3 separate regions of the Mus musculus genome follow, and all the other regions are linked to region 1. Evidence: chromatin contacts called from public promoter capture Hi-C data. All regions are on one chromosome and are shown on one strand. The core of a region is the stretch at or near the end of the contact, and the rest is flanking DNA. Distances in the headings are between cores, read along the strand shown. Region 1 holds the start of Usp46 (ubiquitin specific peptidase 46). Region 2 holds the start of Tec (tec protein tyrosine kinase). Region 3 holds the start of Slain2 (SLAIN motif family, member 2).

The links. Promoter capture Hi-C pulls out the DNA fragments that hold promoters and counts their contacts.
Region 2: a promoter capture Hi-C map of pre-B cells shows a contact between it and region 1, with 2.6 times the contacts expected there. The contact joins the promoter of Tec here to the promoter of Usp46 in region 1. A contact is called at or near these places in 2 of 39 promoter capture datasets (liver and pre-B cells).
Region 3: a contact with region 1 is called in a promoter capture Hi-C map of liver, with 2.2 times the contacts expected there. The contact joins the promoter of Slain2 here to the promoter of Usp46 in region 1. A contact is called at or near these places in 2 of 39 promoter capture datasets (liver and pre-B cells) and 1 of 115 datasets of contacts at active chromatin or transcription factors (pancreatic cancer cells).

Annotation. Positions count from the first base shown.
Region 1 is chr5:74,067,081-74,069,719 of GRCm38.p6, forward strand. It overlaps Usp46 (ubiquitin specific peptidase 46), which reads right to left and starts at 1,331. Exons shown (of 9, transcript NM_177561.3): 1 at 1,170-1,331. The coding sequence starts at 1,205.
Region 2 is chr5:72,867,107-72,869,745 of GRCm38.p6, forward strand. Tec (tec protein tyrosine kinase) reads right to left here and starts at 1,342. Exons shown (of 19, transcript NM_001113460.2): 1 at 1,288-1,342.
Region 3 is chr5:72,913,037-72,915,675 of GRCm38.p6, forward strand. It overlaps Slain2 (SLAIN motif family, member 2), which reads left to right and starts at 1,326. Exons shown (of 8, transcript NM_001113423.2): 1 at 1,326-1,977. The coding sequence starts at 1,589.

The sequences.
Region 1 (2,639 bases), core at 81-2,580:
AGGGCAGCCAGATCACCTTACCTGAGGCCTACTTAATCAGGCCTCCTCAGATTTCCTTTAGATGCTAGCATTACTGTCTAACTTGGTGGCGGAGGGGGGTGGGGGCGGGGATGGATTCCCCAAAATGGAAAAACAAAACAAAACAAAAAAAAAAAAAAAAACAGTGTTCCAGTTTGAAGGGGGTCTAAGGGGGTGAGGATACAGAAAGTACAGGCAGAACACACACCCTCCTCAACTCCCACACCCCAGTGCCTTACCCCTGACCTCCCTATGGCTCCCACAAGTGGGGGTGCTAGCTGAGTACACTCAGTGGCCCCAAGGGCTAGAAACTGGTCCCGAGGAAACTAAACAGAACTGGAAAGTAATGGGGGAAATCTAAATTAAAGTGACTGCTGGGTAACACCCCCCCCCAGACCCCCACCCTATCAGACAGACCAGGCAGTGTCCAAGCTAAAAGGAGAGGAGGCGGGGCAGGACAACCCCTGCAGACTTCCTCACACCTACAGCCACTCACTCCCAGGGCCTGCAAACGTTCCTGTCTCCTTATAATCTCCTGCATGCAGGTGGGGAAACTGAGGCCTCCAGAACAAATTGCCATGCTTTTCCGATACCAGGTTTTAGTTCACCTCTCTAACCAGATTCTTCACTTGGAATTTTTATTTTTTATTTATTTTTTATTTTTTGGTCACAGCTTTCATGTCTATCCAATTTCTCCTGGTAAGAGCACTGCTGTTGCAAAGTGAATCTTAAATACAATCAAGGCTGAACTCCAGAAGGAGCAGAGGACAGTCGGCGAGTCCAGTAAGGGTTTATTTACTGCACCAGAAGGATTTGCTTCCTTCCACTCCGGGCTCGTACCCTCATGGTCCTCCCTCGGGACTTCGCTGTGCAGCCACCTCGCACCCTCCACCTCCACCCCCACCCACCACCCGCACCGCAACTCGAGGGCGGGGGCATGGGGCCGCCCTGGGGATCCCTGGGATCCGCTCGGGGTCCCCGGCTGGGACAGAGGTGGGGGGGACTGCGGTCAGCCGGCCCAGCCTCGGGACCGGGAACTTCTGGCCGCACGGCCCCCACGACCGCGGCGCGCGTGCAGCTCCAGCCCGGGGTTCCCTTTCTTTGCCTGGCTCGCTGCGGGCGCGACCCCCGGAGGCTCGGCGGCCACTCACCATATTACAGATGGAGGCGATGTTTCGGACAGTCATTAGTCTAAAGGTTGCAGCGATCGCGCACCGCCATCTTTACCAGGGGAAAACGGGACTGTCCATGGTGGCGCGCAGCGAGGCCGGGTGGCGGCGAGGCGGCCTGGGGCCGGCTTGCAGTGGGGTTGGGCGAGCGAGGCCGGGCGGCGGCGAGGGCGGGGCGGCGGCGCGGGGCGGGGAGTGGCGGAGCGACGCAGCCCGGGCCGCGGCCGGCGGGAGGAGGAGCCCGGAGCCGGGAGGCGCGGAACCGAGGCCACTGCTATGCTCCCGCTGCCAGCCAGGACCCGCTCGGCTGACCCCACTGGAAGCCGTTCTTGCTCCTCTGCCCTAGGGTCCCGCTCGGTGCCAGCTGCACCGTAAGGCCAGCCCCGAGCAAACCCAGCACCGCGGCCTTTCCGCCGGACCCAGGACCGTACCGGGCACTGGGCTGGGGACCTACACCGCGGGGACACGGGCGTGCTCGCTTCCCGGTTTCCCTCTGCCCGTTTCTGCTGGTGTCCAGCAAGCCTTGGGCGTTAGGGATTAGCTAGTGGAGGATATGAATAAGGGTCTAAGGGTGAGTGTAGTCAACTTTAAAGTTTCTCTCCAGGGTTCTAGCCAGATGGCATCCGCCGGAACCCGAAAAGTAAAATGAGACCAGGACATGGGCGTGGCCAGAAAGCCCTAGCCAGCAGCAACCCAGCTGCCTAGGGAAAGGTTCCCAGAAAGGAAAGAATTCCGGGTCTAAGCAGGCACACTCGGGAGATTTGTGACATTAGCAGGTACAGAGGAAATGGCCAGGTTCTGGGCGGTACTAGAGGCTGTCCAGGAAATACCAAAACAAAACTTTCCTATCTCCCATCCTCGGAGCTCCTGATCTCAGTTTTGTTTGAGCTTTTACACCTTCCTGCGGAGGCCCAGACTGCAGGCTCAGGGTGCACACTGTACACACCACTTGAGGGATATGTTCGTGAGAACTGAAAGAGTTCATTTCAAACATGGGGAATAATTGTGCAGACAAGTTTGCAGTCCCAAGCTTTCCACAGGGAAGTTGTGCATGTGAAACGTGATAAATTCCCAAACCAATGTATTTTGTGGAGAATTAAATTAGGAGAGAAATTAATATAATTGAAGACAGCTCTGTCTAGCCAAGAGTAACATACTGGGGGCTGGGGGGCTAGGGTTATACACATAACATGAGAGCCATCCATCCATTGGTAATTCTTCTAGGATCTGGGGTGGAAATAGAAGACAAAACCACTGACTGAAGGGTGAGGGTGGGGGACGGGTCACATGGATACTGTATTTTTCAGTGTGTAGAAGGATTAATATTCCTGCTCACAATGACTCATTCTACCTGAATTTTACTTTCATTCTTTTTTACTGCTGTCAGTTACGACTCTTCCAGCTTCTACATGATTAGTTAATAGACATGGTTAGCTCCATAAGGCTTACAGA
Region 2 (2,639 bases), core at 92-2,591, 1.2 Mb before region 1:
ACAGTGTGGCAATGCTAAACCTTGCATTCCCACCCTAGATTCTTTCCAATCTAGAAAGAGAGGGAAACTCTAGGCCAAAGATCCATGTAGGGCAAAGGTATCGCCTACTAGAGCGCTTCACTGATTTGCATGTGTTTACAATACCTGTCCCCACACAATTCCACAAACCCGAAGGCACACACCCTTGTGGGAAGAACGAGGGTGATTTACATAGGCACCCTACAGAAAGCACCCCTGAGCTGGCAAGGAGAGGAATAGTGATCGGATTCATAAGTGTATGGCGAAAAGATAGGTCTGTCTTAAACAATGAAAATGTAACTGGACGACATGGATGTTTTCAAATACTTAATGTGTAAGTTTAGCCACAGCTCCCCCCAACCCCCGCCTCGCGGAAAAAAATCAAGCTCTTCCTTATTTTGAGTCTATAGACCACAGAGCTACAGTGTCGATCACTCAGCTATTAAATCCCAAATCTTACTTAGGAGACTCGATGCTTCCTCCTACCGCGCCTCGGCTCTGTAAAAGAATTATATAGACGGGAATAGGTTGTCAGAGTTTCCTTAGAGGAAAATGGGAACTCACTGGAAAAATGTAAAACCTCTGCTTAAAGCATGCAACTATTCTGTCTGGATAGGCTCCAAACCCACTTAACCAAGCCAGCCACCCAGTTGTCCCAATTTAACACTGCGATCAACTCTTCTAACCAAATATTCCACTTTCCAAAGATAAGCCCGAATGGGACCTGGTACACAGAAACATATTCGCCAACGACAGGAAAAAGTTAAGAAATGTCAGATCCAGGGGAAATTGCACAGTCTCGGGACAAGGTCCACGTAGTTTTTCCCACTTTGATTCTTCGAGTCCCTGTTTATCAAGATCCAGATACCACTTTCCAGAAGAGAAAAATAGCTAAAGAAGTACGTGCACCTGCTCGGGCACAAGCAACTGTGGACTGTCTTCCTGGATTCGAACTTTACCGCGGGACAAGCAGAAAGAAGAAAGGCCCCCTGCCGCTCAACTGGGAAAGGAACTCAATCGCGAGTCCTCTCGGCTCAGATACCAAGTCCAAAAGGGCTCAGATCTGCAGCCACCGGGGAAGGCGCGGCCATCAGGGGAGCGCACCTGTCCCTTCTTCCTGGCCCAAGGGGGACGGGCCTCTGACCTGACGCAGAGAGTCCGCTCTCACCTCCGTGAGAAGGGTAGAAAAATCCTCCCTAATCCCACTAAGGTCAGTCTCCCGCAGGTGGAGGCCAACTCCGTGAGCGCCGAGAGTCCCTTGGTTCTTACCTTGACGGAGCGCGTGCCGAGACAAGCCAAGACAGAGCGACGTCCAAACTGCGGAGCCCGGAGCTCGGCAAGCGCTGACCAAACCCATCGGCCACGCCCACCGCCCGGCTCCTCCCTGGCCCCGCCCCCTCGCCGCGCCGCCTCTGCCCTCCGCTGCCCACAGCGCCAGTGTCCCACCTTCCTTCCGCGATTTCAAAGCCAAAGGGAAGAATCGGAGCTCGCGGTCCTGCGGCCGAAGTTCCAGGGAGCGTCTCTTATCCAGACAGACGCGGCGTGGGGTCTCTCTAAGTCCGGACTTCCCATCCTAAGAGAACCGTCCAGAAAAATGCTCCTTCGTCCCCGGCTCGGAGAGCCGGTAGCAATAGCACTTGTGGGTGGCTAAGAACCGACCTCCACTTCCGCTTAGCCCCTCGCGGGCGAAACCGGATGATGCTGTGCTCTGGGGTGATAGAAGAATGGGTGGCTTGACTGACAAGCCTGAAGCATCAGAGCCTAGCATAGGGTCACCCACTTACATTATTACTGTTGATACACTAATAATGAAAACAACCTTCAAGTTATTCACTTTAAATACTGTAAAATTCTTAGACTCCAGGAAAGAACGTGCCGTTTGTCACCTAGCTAGCTAGCTAACTGAGAAGCTGTCCTGGAAAGGCTGGGGCTGTAGATCAGTGGTACAATGTTTGCTTAACATGCACAAGGCCCTGGGTTTGATTCCCTACTTTCAAGTCTAAGTTGTCTTTGATGGTAGTCTTGAGTCTTAGCCACTGTTATCTGATCTCATCCATCCTGTACTGTCAGACAGGCATGGTGGCCCACATATTTTATTCCAGCTGAGAGGGCAAAGGCAAGCCCATTTCTAAGCATTTAAGGCCAGTCTGGTAAACATAGTGGTTTCCAGGCCAGCCAGGGCAGGGATATGAGGACCTCTCAGAAGGAGAGAGACACAGGATAGGACTGTAATGTTCATAATAGTCCATGGGAATAAAAGACTGAGTTCGCCTTTGGGATGGAGAGAGAAATTAATTTGTAAAATGCTTGCTATGCCGAAGGTTGATCAGGTAGAGCCCATGTTTTTAAAAAAAAAAAAAAAGGAAAGAAAGAAAGAAAGAAAGAAAAAGGGAAGAGAAAGAAAGGAAGGAAGGAAGCTGTTTTTCACCTGTACTCCAGAGCTGGAGGCAGAACCAAGCATAGCTTGGCCAGTCAATCTAGCCCAACTGGCCAGCTCCGGGTTCCATGAAAGACTTTATCTCAAATAATATGGAAGAGAGCAATTGAGAAAGACACTTAGCCTCTGACCTCCACAGTGGAGCCTTTACATAGGGAGAAAACCAATATACCGGTAAGCAAAG
Region 3 (2,639 bases), core at 76-2,575, 1.2 Mb before region 1:
GGTTAAGTCTTATGTGAGTCCACACCCGGGTGTAATAAGACTGGTTCGGGTGTAATAAGACTGGTTCGAGGGTGGAGGAGGCAATTGGAGTCAACTGCAAACATCAGCCAAAAATTTGAGAGACCAGGCACGGTTGGCTGCTTACCGTATAAGTAAACCAAGCAGCTCACAACTGACAACTGTGGAAGAGTGAGCCAACATGACAGAAAAAAAGCGTTTAAGTTTTGTTTGCAGTCGCTTCCACCAGTACGCATTATAAACAGATGCCACCGAGGGCAGAATTTTACATTTACCACCCCTCAACATTCTCTATTGCCTGTCAACGGGTTGCTTGAATACTTTTCATGTACAAGTTAAAAAAAAAAATTCAAGGAGCATATGCCTTTAATCCCAGCTTTTGAAAAAAAGGCAGAGGATGAGTTTTTCGAGGTCAGCCTGGTCTACAGAGCGTGTCTCAGGACAGCCAGGAATACACAGAGAAACCTTGCCTCAAAAAACCCAAAAAGTCAAGACATACTATTAAAAAGTCTTTTGGGGGCGAAGGGAGAACCCAAGGAATACAATGCACATTAATTACTACCGTTGAAAGATTAGTACAGAAGTGTTTTCCATCATCCTCTTGTCTCTGGACCTGTAAACCTTAAGCCAACGAAACAAAACAACCCCTGCCCACGTGTTTTAAACGGATGAAATAATGCCTTTAAAAGTGCTTAGCGCAGTGTCTGGCTTATAGGAACCACTCAACAAATTACGGTTATCATTTTGACTTCCGAGCTCTGAACCATTCGGGATTCGGGTTCTCATTTTCAGGGGATGGAACGGACGAGCCACAGATGGTCTCTGGGGCTGCTGCCAGCTCCGACAGTCTCCGGTTTCAAGCAGGAACCAACTCAGTATTGCCAAACAAACCAAGGGAACGGTCCATGCGACCAGGCGGGGCCGTCCGACCGCGAGTCTCCGCACAGACGCCTAGGGCGGGGCTGAACCCGAGCCCGAGCCCGAGTCGGAGCCGGAGCCAGAGTCCGGTTCTGGGTCTCACACCCGCCCGCGATGAGCTTTGGGGAGGGTAGGCGGCCAGGGCAAAACTCCAGCGATAGCTTAGCCCAGCCCGGCCGGGCCCTGCCCACCTTTGCCGGCGCCCACCACACCCCTTCCGGCCGGGGCCCCGCCCCAAACAATGACCACGCCCCTCCGGGCCCTGTCCCGTTTCAGGCCCCGCCTCCAGCCCCGCCCCACCGCGAGCCGGGCGCTTAGTTCTTTCAGCCCGCGGGCGGCCACGTCCTCCCCCGACGCTCTGAGGTCACCGACCGGGCTGGCCGGCAGGGGGCGGAGGGACGGAGGGAAGATGGCTGCCGAGGCCGGATATTGGCGCCGCCTCCCCCAGTCGCGGAGCCGGCGCAGATGAGGCGGTTCGGCTGGGGCCAGCGGCGCTTCGCAACCCGAGCCGGGGAGACCCTGGCGGTGGGGCCTGGCCCTGCTCTATGCCGGCGCCTCGGCTAGCGTGAGCGGTGGCGGTAACGCCTCTCTTTCCCCCCGACCCCGCGCTTCCCCTGCGGCTTGGGGAGTCGGAGCGGGCGGCGCGGCCGGCATGGAGGACGTTAACTCCAATGTGAACGCGGACCAGGAGGTGCGGAAGCTGCAGGAGCTGGTGAAGAAGCTGGAGAAGCAGAACGAGCAGCTGAGGAGCCGCTCGGGAGCCGTGCAGGGTGCAGGCCTCCTCGGGCCCGGCAGCCCAGCTCGGGTCGGCGTGTCCACCCCTTCGTCGGGCGCGGCGTCCCCTCGGGGCTTCCCGCTGGGCCTGGGCGCCAAGGCCAGCGGCGGGGCGGGCTCCGGCCCGCGACGGACCAGCAGCGAGGACCTGCGGGACGCCACCTCCTTGCTGGCGGCCGGCGAGGGAGGCTTGCTGGACGAGGTAGAGCCGCTGCGGCCCGACGAGCTGGAGCGCTTGTCAGGCTGGGAGGAGGAAGAGGAGAGCTGGTGAGCGCGGGGCGCTGGGCCCGGTGGGCCTGCGGGGCGGAGGGGTGTCCCTGGGGGAAAGCAGGGTGGGCTCGGCTTGTGGTGGGGACGCTGGCTTTTGCCTGTTTCTGCTGCGGGCGGGCAGGTCCGCTGGAGTTGGGGGGTTTCGAGGCGTGCCTTGGAAACGGGTTTGTAGCTAGTTCTCTGGGTCGTGGAACCTCTGGGTGCAGGACCCAACTGGACCCAGATGGGATCTGTGGCTTGGCACAGTCCCCCGTGGGCCCGCACGCTCAGAGCACTCAGAGGGTACCAAGCTGCTTCGTAGGAAGGGATCCTGCTTTGTGTGAAAGACGGGCTTTCGGATGGTGGTCTGAGCGGTTTGGATTGTAGGGAGGGGTCTGCTTCAAGAGGTAACAACCAGGTGCGGGGACATAGAGAGTAGCTACTAGCAGGCAGTGCTTTGGACCGGAGTGAGATGGGGATGTTTGTGGGGAGGCCGGGTGGACGTCACTCCCCTTTGGGTAGTGGGGGGAGTAAAGCTTTGCTTTGTGTGAGGAGGGCAGTGGAGAGGGATGGGGCTGCTTTGTGTGAAGTCGGTGGTGGATCGGGGAACCCTGAATTTTATATTGGAAAACAAGAATTGCATACGACATAATTTCGGAGCCGTGAAGCAATAGTTAGTT